Linked DNA regions of Zea mays: all the other regions are linked to region 2. Evidence: chromatin contacts called from public Hi-C data. All regions are on one chromosome and are shown on one strand. Each heading gives the region's core, a stretch centred on a gene start, on an enhancer-like site or on the middle of the called end of the contact. The rest is flanking DNA. Distances are from core to core; before and after follow the strand shown.

Region 1 (4,013 bases), core at 659-3,158, 630 kb before region 2:
CCTAGATTACATTTGAATTAATTCTTTATTTAGAATGTCTTTCTCACTTGATTTATAATCAATATAGAACATATTTTTCAATATTCAATCCCCTGAATCTTCTGAAAGTCATATCTCTTTAATCATAACCCTGTTCAAAGTGATTCTCAAACCTACGATCTCGTAGCGACGCGTAGAATATTTCTACACAGTTTGTTCTCATGTTTGGTGTAATTTTATTTTAATGTACTCCTTGTCTATTCGCATGTATTGCTATGAGTAGCAGCGAGGTCACGAGAAACCCGAAGACCAACTTGTTGAAGTACCTAGAATCTCAATTCACAGGCAAGTTGTGCCCTTGATCACTCTTCTTTACCTAATAATGTTCCTGTTAATCATTGTGACATGCTCAGGTTGATGGGACCTAATAGGTTACCTTAGTTTTGTTTACCCCACACCTTGCAAACAAATGAACTATTGGGTATACTTGTTATTGCTCTATCTGGTTTAGGATTAATATTATATCTGAATTAGGATCATGTTGTTCATGATAAGACTATTGTGTTAATTGGAATATAGAGCTTAACTTGAGATAACAGTGCTACCACAAGGGCGGAATGGGACGCCCTTGACTGACTAATTAGAAAAGCTAGTGGAGGACTACCTTACCTGAAAAGGGCAAGGGCAATAGAGGAGTTGCTGGTATACGGAAGTTCTCGGGTCGATCATGCTGCGATGGCTTTTCGGACGAGGGATTCCTATATCGCTCTTCTCACAAAATCGTAGCAGGTTTTCTGAAGCTAGTGGAACTTTGTAAATGCCTCGTAGTGGATCCCTTGTCATTCACCTCAGAAGTGTCTAAGGGCCTTTCAAACCCTGGCTAGACATGATACACGACTTGTGGGTAAAGGGCGCACCCTCTGTAGAGTGTAAAACTGGTATATCAGTCGTGCTCACGGTCATGAGCAACTCCGACACTCACATGATTAACTTACAAAATTAAACTTAATTTGTCATTTGCATTGCATTGTGGGTTATTATTAATTACGATATGTTATTTAATTGGGATGACATCTACTTATACTTCGTAACTCTTAATAGAACTTTGACCAACTTAAAAGCAATGTTCAGTTTTAACCATCTTTTTTGATAAGCCTTATACTTCACATGAGCTTCATCGTAAGTGAGCTCATGCACATTACCCCACAACTTGTTGAGTGATGAACGTATGTGATCTCACCCTTGCTGTACTCACACCCCCAGGTCAAGGACAGATACCGCAAGGTAAGGAGCTTGAAGGATGCCGCGATGAGTTCGTGAGAGATCTATGCTGTCGTCTCTCAGTCAACTATAGTTCTAGAGTATCGTTGTCTTCATATGATGTAATTATTTAGCTATATTTTACAGAACCCCTATTATAAAAGTAAAGATATGACATTCATTTTTGTACCATGAGTCATCATATGTGTGAGACTTGATCCTATCACACATTTGATTTGCGTCTGAATTTGCGATTAAATCCGGGTGTGACATTTTACTAATCGTGCATTTCAAAGGAGGCGTTAAGTAAAGAAGAAATGGAAGTGGGGGGAGATTGCGCGCCACATTTTAGAGTGTGTTTATTTATCTCCTATATTATATAAGTTGTATTACAGTGTAAGAGTAGGGTGATAAAATACTACTTATACTATTGTATCATAATCTAGCTTATACAATTTAGAAGGGAAAACATTAATCTTTTTCGCCCCAACTTGGCCATGCCATTCTGCTATAGCAGAATTGTCCAACATCGCTTACCTGGCCACACGCCCACAGAACCACGACGTGTCACCTTCGTCATAAGTTGGCCCACATGTCAGCGTCAGAGCCTGCTCCCAATCAGCACCGGTTAATCACCCCAGCCCAAATCTACCCCGCGTTAAATCGCAACATGGCTGTGCCACCCACACTAATCACCCCCCCAAATCGACCACCCCTCCCTCTCCCTCTCTTAAGATCGCCGGCGAGGGGAGAGCCGAGAGGCGCAGGGCAGCCCCCGCCGACGCTTCCGCTCCCGCTCCCGCCGCTGCCGCAGCCGCAGCCGCAGCCGCAGCCGTAGCGGCATTTTGTCGAGCATATGGCGCTCGTGCCCAGCGGCGGCGCGGGCGCTTGCAAGGACGAGGCCGCCCTTGGGCTCCCGTGGTCCGAAATGTTCCGCTCCGCCTCGCGCCGCCGGCCCAAGCAGGAGTCCGACGATGCGCCGCCCAAGAAGCCCGCGCTGAAGACGGCGGGTGCCAAGGAGATGAAGGCCAAGCCGTCGTCGGTAGGGACTGGAGCTGGGGCAGGAGCCGACATCGCAGGGCTGTCGCTGGAGCCCGACGCGCGCCTGGCGCTCTACATCGCCATGGCGCACGCGGGCCTCGCCACCGCGCTGCTCGTGCTCTACGGCCTTTACCTGCTGCTCGCCGACTTCCTCCGCCCGCTGCAGTGGGCGTTGCTCTGCTCCGTCCCGCTCCGCGAGACGCAGCGCGCGCTCGTCGCCTTCTGGGAGCCCCCGCTCCGTGGCGGACTCAGCGCCGCACTGCTCGCGCTGCCACTCGCTGTGCTCCGGTCCTCGACCGCAACGCTCGCCGACGCGCGCGCCGCGCTCCTGCGCCGCCCGCTCCCGTCATCGCCGGCGTTCCCGCGCCTCCTCCGCTGGCTCGTCTCCTTCTTTTTCTTCCTCATCCTCTTCGAGCGCCTCGGCGCCGCCACCGCGCTGCTGCTCCTCGTTTTCGCGCTCGCATTCTTCGCCGCGTCCCCCAAGCTCAAACGCGCTGCCTCCTCACGCATCTCCGGTCGGCCTCCCTCCTCTCGCGGCCTCCTATTAACTGGAGGCATCCTCCGCCACCTTAAGACACTAGTCGCTCTTGGTCTCATGCTTGGTATGATCGCTGGGTTCATAACTGGCAGCATCTTCTTCTCCTACAAGATTGGGCTAGAGGGCAAGGACGCCGTCATGTCCCTCAAGTCCCATGTCGAGAAGAGCAACTACTCAGAGAAGATTGGCTTGAAGAAGTGGATGGACGACAATGACATTCCTGGCTTGGTCGATCAGTATTCTGCCAAGATCTATGACACCTTGTGGGAGCAGGTCGACCAATTGGCTGTGCAGTACAACCTTACAGATTTCACTAGTGGCTTCCGGCATTTCTTGATCAGCCAATCAGTTGACCCCAAAAGCAAGGCGCTCATCAGTTCCAGACCGCACCCATACTCAATGAAGTTGCAATCAATTGCGACACGTGTGAGAAACAGAGAATGGGTGGAGATTTACTGGGAGCTTGACTCATTCTTTAGGGAGCTGTTAATCACAAGAGAGGATTTGGTCATCAAGGCCAAAGAGCTTGCTTTGCAGGGAACAGAAATCGCAAAGAGGCTTCTGTCCAGCAGCACATCGGTGCTGGGCGGTAGTGCCAATTTGATGTTGTCAATCACCCTCCGCATTGTCTCAGGTGCGGCTGAGGTTGTTAATTTCCTGTCACAACTGATGGTGTTCTTGTGGGTGCTGTATTACCTTATTACTGTGGAGGGAGGTGGAGCTACAGAGCAAATCATTGATCTTTTGCCAGTGTCAAAACAAGTAAAGGACCGCTGTGTTGAGGTCATGGATCATGCCATCAGTAGTGTATTGTTGGCCACTGCCAAGATTGCCATATTCCAGGGGGGGCTGACATGGCTATTGTTCAAGTTCTTCAAAGTGCATTTTGTGTACACATCAACTGTGCTTGGATTCATAAGTGCACTTGTGCCAATACTTCCATTTTGGCTGTCCTCGATATTTGCCACAGGGCAGCTTCTCATGGAAGGGAGATATGTTCTTGCACTGGTGGTAACTGTGATACACCTCATGCTCATGGATTATGGCACAACTACCATTCTGGAGGATATACCTGGGTACAATGGGTATCTCACCGGCCTCAGCATAATTGGTGGCATGACACTGTTTCCCAATGCACTGGAGGTACTAATTTTGTTCTCACTTCTTTTGTGCTGGTACTTTCAATTCACCTTTT
Region 2 (4,191 bases), core at 64-2,563:
CTAAGTTCATGTTTTGGGCTAAGTTTATACCGGGTATTTTATACCCACGGGTTAACGTGTATGGGTAGGTGTGGAATATTCTAATACCCGTTTACCATTGGGTGAAGGTTTTTTGCCCAATAAGAGACCCATGGGTAGAACATTTAGCCCATATACATACCCTAATATCGCGGGTACCCATTGCCATCTCTAACATCGGTCGCTTGGCCTCAACGTGACTTGTGACTGTCTCGGGCGTGTCGTGGCCTTGAGAGAGTCGTGTCCAGTGTGTTAGGAAACCGAAGGTGCGCAACGGTCGGCTCGGCTGTAGAAGGAAACAGATCAGTAACTGTTCAGTTCGGTGCACGCAGACAGGGAAGGCTGATTACTTCCCATATGAAGAACCAACGACTCCTAGGCTCCTTGAGGATATAAAAGGCCCCTTAGGCGTCATGGAGCAGCACCCAGACAACACACTGAAACAATCACAAGAGCATATAACAAACTCTGAGACTCCGATCACACTTTGATTCATTCGAGAGAGATTTGAGTGCTTTTTAAGTTGAGACTCTGTCGGTTTTCATTCGTGTGCTCTTTTCTTCACTTGCGTGCGTGGTCTTGCTGCATTTGTGCTCTTATGTGTGTTGCTACTCCATCCCTTACTCTTGTTATTGATTGTGAATATATTGCGTAAGGTGTGAGAGACTTCAATTTGTGTAGATTCCTTACAAACAAGAATATACTATAAGGAAGATAACCGTGATATTCAAGTTTGATCTCTGGATCTCATGAGAGGGGTTGAGTGCAACCTTCGTCCATTGAGACACCAAAATATGGAGGTAGGCCTTCGACCGAACACAGGATTTTGTTCTACTTTCTTTCATTGCGATTTTGTTCTTTCTAGCTTTCTGCTTCACTTTCAATATTGCTCTAGTTTCAATACACATCTTGTGAGAGCAAGTAAGCAAAAAAATCCACCTTCTATTCTTAATTGAACTTGGTTTTAGATTTCACTAACTTCATTTGTAGACCAAGTTTATTGTTTTTAGTTAAGGTTTTATAGAATCACCTATTCACCCCTCACATTAATATTGTGTCTCTTTTATTTGCCATGTCAGTTTGAGTACAAATTTTCAAATTATTGACCAAATCCAAATGATCATGCAATGCACCAAACTTTTCTAAATGGCTCCGATGCATCCGTTTTAGTTCCTATCGGACAAGCCCTCAACGGACCAGCCAAAAACAATCTCGTATCTTAAGACCGGCCTGATTTTATGGCGCTGGACCAACTAAATGGGCTTTAGATGCTGTTTAGATCTGATAGGTCGTGGCGGAGACGAAGAAGAGAACCGAAGAAGGTTCCCTCACTTCCCTTGCCTCGACGCGCCCAACCACGCCACGAAGCCACGCGCCCGCCGGCGGCTCACCTTTCCCGTCCCTTCACCTTCCCCTTCCCCTTCTCCGTTCGGTGAAACTGCGGGAGACCCTCGCGGCTTCCCCACCTCGACCTCCAAACTCTAACCACAGACGCATCGAAAACCCTCGGTGCCCGGCCGATGGGGAGGAGGAAGGAGCGCCGCCTGGCTGCCATGGCCGCGGCGGGCCGCAGGGTCAAGCTGGACCTCTTCCTCGATCTCCCCCCCGGTAAGTACCGCCGCCGCCCGGTTTGGTTCGATGTGGTTGTGTTTAATCGCTATGTGCCCTAGCTTTTTTTTTGACATGTTTTGAGATTTGCTATCGATCTTTGGTCGCTCGCCCTAATTGTCAAGCTTGAATCTTAGGCTTTCTTCGGTGGATCGTGTAAAATAGGGAAGCGGCACTGTCATCTGTTTGGCACTGTCATCTGTTCCCTAGTACCCCGCAAATAGGTTTGTCCGGTCTTCTGAATCACACAGCTCGATTTAGGGTAAATATGATTCATCGAACTTATCCTGATAAGTCATTGGGTTGGTCTTTATCACCAGATACTGCTTGGACTTGCCACTTTTGTGTGCCCCATAACTTTTTCGTGTCACGTTTTTGCTACTTCGTTTGAACGTGCACCAAGCCTGTTACAATTTCAGTGATATAGCGAGAAATACAGTCGTCACAGTTTCAGCCCCTTTCACCGCAAATCTATTACAATTCATAATTAAATTCTCTACTATTTTGGGAGGCTGTGTCACGTGAATGACCAAACCACCCAAATCTACAGACCCAAAGAACAAAATAGCTTTAGTGGCATACCCTTTCGGTGTACCATCAAGGTTACTAAACGACACAACGATGAAACACCCATGGTGGAGTTCTGACTTTTAAACGTTTTAAACGAAGTTTAAACGTAGTTGAAAACAACATAGGAAAATTTCAATATATCATAACTTCAAATGTTACCTTCAGTGTGGTGTGTATGTTCAGAACTTTAAATAGTTTAGCAAGTGAGCAACACAAACTTCAAATGTTGTTGCATATAGGCACATACCTTCAGTGTGATGTGTATGTTCAGAACTTTAAATGGTTTAGCAAGTAAGCAACACAGCGTGTGCAGTGTGGTGTTGCATATAGGCATATACCAGCAAGCGAGCAGCAACCAACAGACAGAGGCGTGTTGTCCACTGTCAACAGATATAGAGGGCACCGGTTCTGACGAGCACCACTAGACACTGTTGGCCGTCCTCCAGAGCACCAGACGCTGCGGAGTGCGGATGCTGGAGCGGTGGCGCAGCAGTGGTTGGAGGACGGGGAGACTAACAGACGGGGCACGACGGACGGGAGGACGGCCTGGACTTGGAGCGGCAGCCTGGATCCTAGAGTGGCGGCGCGGACATGAGGACAGGGCACAGCAGACGGGAGTGCACGGCGGCCGGCGGACTGGAATGGTGACGGTCGCGTGCGTGCTGGCGACAGTGTGTGGCGGCGGCTGGAGAGCGTGATACCGCAGGAGCTGAGAGAAGGCTGCGGTAGGCGTGGGTTCTTAACTGGGCTGGGCCCAATTCGATGGTTGGGCAGGAGTAAAACGAGAAAAATGTGACACATAATGTATATCCAGCATTTAAAGTACAAAACGTGGCGTTTAAACGCCAGAAAAACGACGTTTTACATTAGATTGTAAAACGTTTCAGCGTTTAAACACTGTCAACGTTTTGTAGTTTAAACGTCGTTTTAATAACATTGTGTACCATATTGATTAGTAACCTTCTTTTGAGACATACTTCCTATCTTCCAAACTATAGGACAGTTTGGCTTTTATAGATACATTATTTTTGCTATGTATCTAGACATAGTGTACATCTAAGTGCATAGCAAAAACTTCGTATCTAGAAAATCCAAAATATCTTATAATTTGGAACGGAGAGAGTAATAAGTAACAAACACACTGATGGAATGCCACAATGGCCCTATGTTTGAATGTTTAAATCATATTTTGAAGTATCTTTGACTTGGGAACTAGGACAATGGAAGTAACCGAACATGCATGTTGAAGCATACCTCACCTTGCCTGTATTTTGGGGGTTTGGGCCAGAGAGTGGTTGTGCTGGTGGAGCTAGGGGAATAGATGGGTTTTGGGTGGGTGTAGATCTAATTAAGTAATTATGCACATTGCACAACCAACTAGTCTCCTCTATCAACGAAGCAATAAAAATGGAAGCAAATATTACCCACATGCCAATTGCCAATTAGGGTAACAGAAAAAAAAACTGATGATGGGTTCTATGAAGGATGATTAATGCAACTGTTTGCATCAGCTGCTTCTGATTGTAGGGGTTTTACGGTTAGATATCTTCTTTTATATGTGTCATTACATGGGTGACAAGAAACTACACATTCTTGTAATAGTAGACACTGAATATTAATGAGATTCAGGTAAATTGGCAGTGACCTGTTGGCATGGAGCGAATAAACTGACTCTTGATACTGTAACATGCAGGGGAGGCATCACATAATGATGGAATAGGAGGTGAAAACCGTGACCAACAGACTGTGGTTCCCACTTCATCTTCAGGTGGGTTTCATCAATTTCCTTCCAAGGGATATGTAAAGAAGACATACCTATGGATTATTGAACATAAATATGGTGGAAATTTGGATTTGTGTACAAGCTTGTATTCCTCCGCAAATCTGGTTCTGAGATACATGTAGGGTTGCTGGCCTGCAAGGAACATTGAGTAAATTCTACTGAGCTGCCACTGTCAAAACTGAGTGAATGCCTATGGGCAATTTCTCATTTGG
Region 3 (3,732 bases), core at 1,112-3,611, 550 kb before region 2:
GCAGGCCCCCAACAAATATAAATTGTACATATGTATATATGATTTTTTGTAAAATAAAAAAATAATCGTGTCAGGCTGGGCCAGCACTACGGGCCGAGGGTACGACCTAAGCACTGCACGACACTCATGCCGGGTTGGCCCAGGCAATATTAAATAGGTCGTGCCTCAGGCCGACTCGCCAGACACTTCTCATTTGGCCATCTATACCAGTTGCCACCACCTCGTTCGCCATTCTACTTCTTTTCTCTCTCTCCTCATGCCTCCACCTCCATGCCACCCCATTCTCGACAGGGGGAGTATGAGCATGCGCCTCCTCCCTGTATTTGTCCGACACCAGCCCCGACACCGGCTCGCGTAGTGGCTATTGCACATCCACGAGTACATTTCACATCATGCACGCACCATTGTTTTCGCCGTCATCGGACGTCCCGTTTGTCTTCCCGGCCTTCGCCCTGTTCTTCCTCCCCAACCTGCTGCCCCGCCCATGGCTGCAGCCGCGAGCCGACCGACGCTCGTCAACACGGGTACGAGGCGAGTTAGTCATGCTCTCGGCCTTTCTCCGTGTGTGCCGTCGAGGAGGACATGGTGACGCCTGCCACGCTTAGGTTATCTTGGCAATGAGAAGTCCAGGTCTAAGATATTGGACAACCAAGGCCCATAGTGTGGCAGCAGTCGGCATATGCTACGGAGTTGGTGATGGTGTTGTGTTGCTTCGGCAGGTCTAGGGCTAGGATGACACTCGCATTCTCTCGCTCTTCTCGAATTGACGCCTGGTGTAGGTGCCTCTCGGTTTGGAGCTGCTCCGGCTGGGCTTCTTTCTTCACTTGCGTGCTCTCTCCCTATATATCTAGCGGTATACTACCTCTGTTGCCTCGAGATGCCCAGGTCTTCGTCGTGTCCTTCTCCGGCAACGAACATATATGTCCGTCTCTTCTGTTCCCTTCTGCTCTACGAAACCTTGGAAGTGGGGGAGACGAGGGATGAAGGTCTCTAATTTGCTGCCTTTGGTATTCATGCGTTCATAACAAATATTATGCGAATAGCGGAGACAATCAATAAAAAATTTTGATATCTTTTTATGGATAATTTACGTGGGTATTATTGTGAGCCGTCACAACAAACGGGTAACCGACTAGTATATATATGGTAGAGCTATTTATAACTGAATGGTTGAATGAGTGAAACTCTCACCTTGGCTGGTTGAGACTAAATGAGCTGAGCTGACAGACTTTTAAGCTCGTTTCAATAATGAGCTAGCTCTAGCTCGTGAGCCCAACATGAAACATGCATAACAAATTTATAACAGTACAATAAAATTTTATTTAATAGAAGGTAGAACATGTTCTTAACTGCTTATTTAAACAAAAAATATTATTAGTATTTAATAATTGTATTTATTTTTATAGTAATATAGTAGACGTATATATTTTTTAAAAAATAGTATGCGTATTATTTTCTTGACTTACGAGTCTAATGAGCTGATCTGAGATACTAACAAACCGAGCTAAGCTAACTTTTTTATAACTAGACGAGGGCACGAGGCAAACGAGCCGAGCCATCTAGGTGATGTTTGGTTCGCGAAATGTAACGTAAATGGTAATGGTAACGATTCACATTCGAATACCGGTGATAACAAATTTAAATAAGGCGGTATCTATTGTAGTGTGGTATCGATTACTGTTAAAGTTAAACAAACATGATTTAATGTTATCAGTTAGTCATTCCGTTACCAATATTCCGTTACCAATATATGAACCAAACAACATCTAAGTTCGTTTGAAAGTAAAGCAGTGACGAACGGACGCCTGACGGACAAGGGCAGATCGTTTGAAAGCCAAGAAGCGACGAACGCAACGTGAGGGTGGACTAGCTCCATCGAATGCGGGCCTTCATTGCCTGAGCCGAACCTTCCATCAATACTAGTGGCGGAGAAGCCATTATAGTTTAGTATGACATTAGTCATATCTTACTTTTTAAAATTCTTATATCTTCCACTATAATCACAAAGCAAGACACAGTGTAGTGTATGTGTTGTCTTGATTCTAGTAACTGGTCTTAAGTTTGATTCAAGATTCTTGCAGATTTCGTTTTTTTTTTTCAGCCGTACTATAATTTTTGTTTGCCCTCCGCTACTGATCAGTACCAACTCCTCGACCTCCCAGCGAGTCAAACACGCGGTTCGTTCTTACTGGTTTCCCGGGAGAGAGGCCTTTTTTTTTTGTATGTGTGTGTGTCTGCGCTGCTGCTGCGTCTTCAAGAGTTCAAGTCGTCTTCTTGGACGCCATTCTCTTCTCTCCGGCTCTCCCGGATTCCTTCTCCCTCATGCATTTCTTGGCCCCGGCCAGCGGGCAGTGATATCGCTCCCTCGTCCGTCTGATACTTTGTCGTCCATTGTTTTTTTTTCAATCCCAAGTGTTCATCAGCTCCAGTTCCCAACCTGAGCAGCAGCAATCAGAAGAGAAGGCGAGAAAGGAAACCGGGTTGTTTCGGTTCCATTTTGATTCGACTGGAGGAGATATACGCACACCCAAATCGAATACATAGTAGGGGGGATGAGGCTGGTGGTGCGCGTCATCGAGGCGCGGGGCCTCCCGCCCACGGACGCCGACGGGACACGGGAGCCCTACGCCAAGGCGCAGCTCGGGAAGCAGCGGGCCAAGACCAAGGTGATGCGCAAGACGCTCTGCCCCGTCTGGGACGAGGAGTTCACCTTCCGGGTAGGGGACCTCAGTGACAACCTCCTCGTCTCCGTGCTCGACGAGGACCGCTATTTCGCCGACGACGTCCTCGGCCAGGTCAAGGTGCCCCTCACCGCCGTGCTCGACGCCGACAACCGCACGCTCGGGATGCAGTGGTACCAGCTGCAGCCCAAGAGCAAGAAGTCCAAGCTCAAGGATTGCGGTAATGACACCTAAGCAGTTATCTTAGTTTAATTCAGTTTGTGATTTTTGTTTCCCTTCTAGTTAAATGGTTGTCCCATATCCCATGATGATGATGATGATAACCCTGTGTAGGAGAGATTAACTCGCAAAACATGTTTGTTTCCTGATGATGGCTTTTGTAGGAGAGATTCATCTCAGCGTTTCTCTGGCTCAAAACTACTCCGACGAGACAACGGCACATTGGGCCTCAGATGACCATGACCTTGCATCGAATTCAGACAAATCAACTGAACTGGTGAAAGGATCTTCTTTCTCAAATATTCCTATAGAGGTACGCACACAAGTATCAGAGGTCGATGAGACAGAAGTTGCCAAGGAGGATAAATCAAACGCTGCCCCATCATTTGTCAACAAGCTATATCAAATGTTTAATAGTAAACCAAAAGATGCAGAAGCTTCTGCTCCATCTTCCTCCAAGTTGAACGACGCTTCAGATATTACCGAAGAAATGCTGTCAACCAACTCTGAAGCTCCTGATAAGCAGGATCTTGATGCCAGTGCATCTATGTCCTTCGATGAGCTACTGAAGGCCTTTGGTTCTCGAGGTGAAGGGAAAGAAATGCCTGAAAATTTGTCAGGTGGAGTTGTTCTTGATCAAGTTTATGCTGTTGCACCGAGTGATTTGAACACACTTCTTTTCTCTCCAAGTTCAGACTTTCTGCAATCACTTGCAGAGATTCAAGGAACTACAGGTCTTGAAATTCAACAGTGGCGACTTGAAAATGACGGTGAAATCCTGAGGAGGGTGGTAAGCTACACAAAAGCTCCTACCAAACTAGTTAAGGCTGTG

What was found. A called contact is a pair of places that touch in the nucleus more often than the background predicts.
Region 1: a Hi-C map of tassel shows a contact between it and region 2, with 2.7 times the contacts expected there. The contact joins the promoter of LOC100191511 here to the promoter of LOC100279861 in region 2. A contact is called at or near these places in 2 of 25 Hi-C or Micro-C datasets (ear and tassel).
Region 3: a Hi-C map of tassel shows a contact between it and region 2, with 4 times the contacts expected there. The contact joins the promoter of LOC103638293 here to the promoter of LOC100279861 in region 2. A contact is called at or near these places in 3 of 25 Hi-C or Micro-C datasets (ear, leaf mesophyll and tassel).

What each region holds. Positions count from the first base shown.
Region 1 is chr9:41,742,189-41,746,201 of Zm-B73-REFERENCE-NAM-5.0, forward strand. LOC100191511 reads left to right here and starts at 1,909. Exons shown (of 2, transcript NM_001136943.1): 1 at 1,909-3,961. The coding sequence starts at 2,096.
Region 2 is chr9:42,369,266-42,373,456 of Zm-B73-REFERENCE-NAM-5.0, forward strand. LOC100279861 (WW domain-containing protein) reads left to right here and starts at 1,314. Exons shown (of 10, transcript NM_001152814.1): 1 at 1,314-1,626; 2 at 3,890-4,191.
Region 3 is chr9:41,820,832-41,824,563 of Zm-B73-REFERENCE-NAM-5.0, forward strand. It overlaps LOC103638293 (C2 and GRAM domain-containing protein), which reads left to right and starts at 2,362. Exons shown (of 10, transcript XR_002265046.2): 1 at 2,362-2,901; 2 at 3,065-3,732.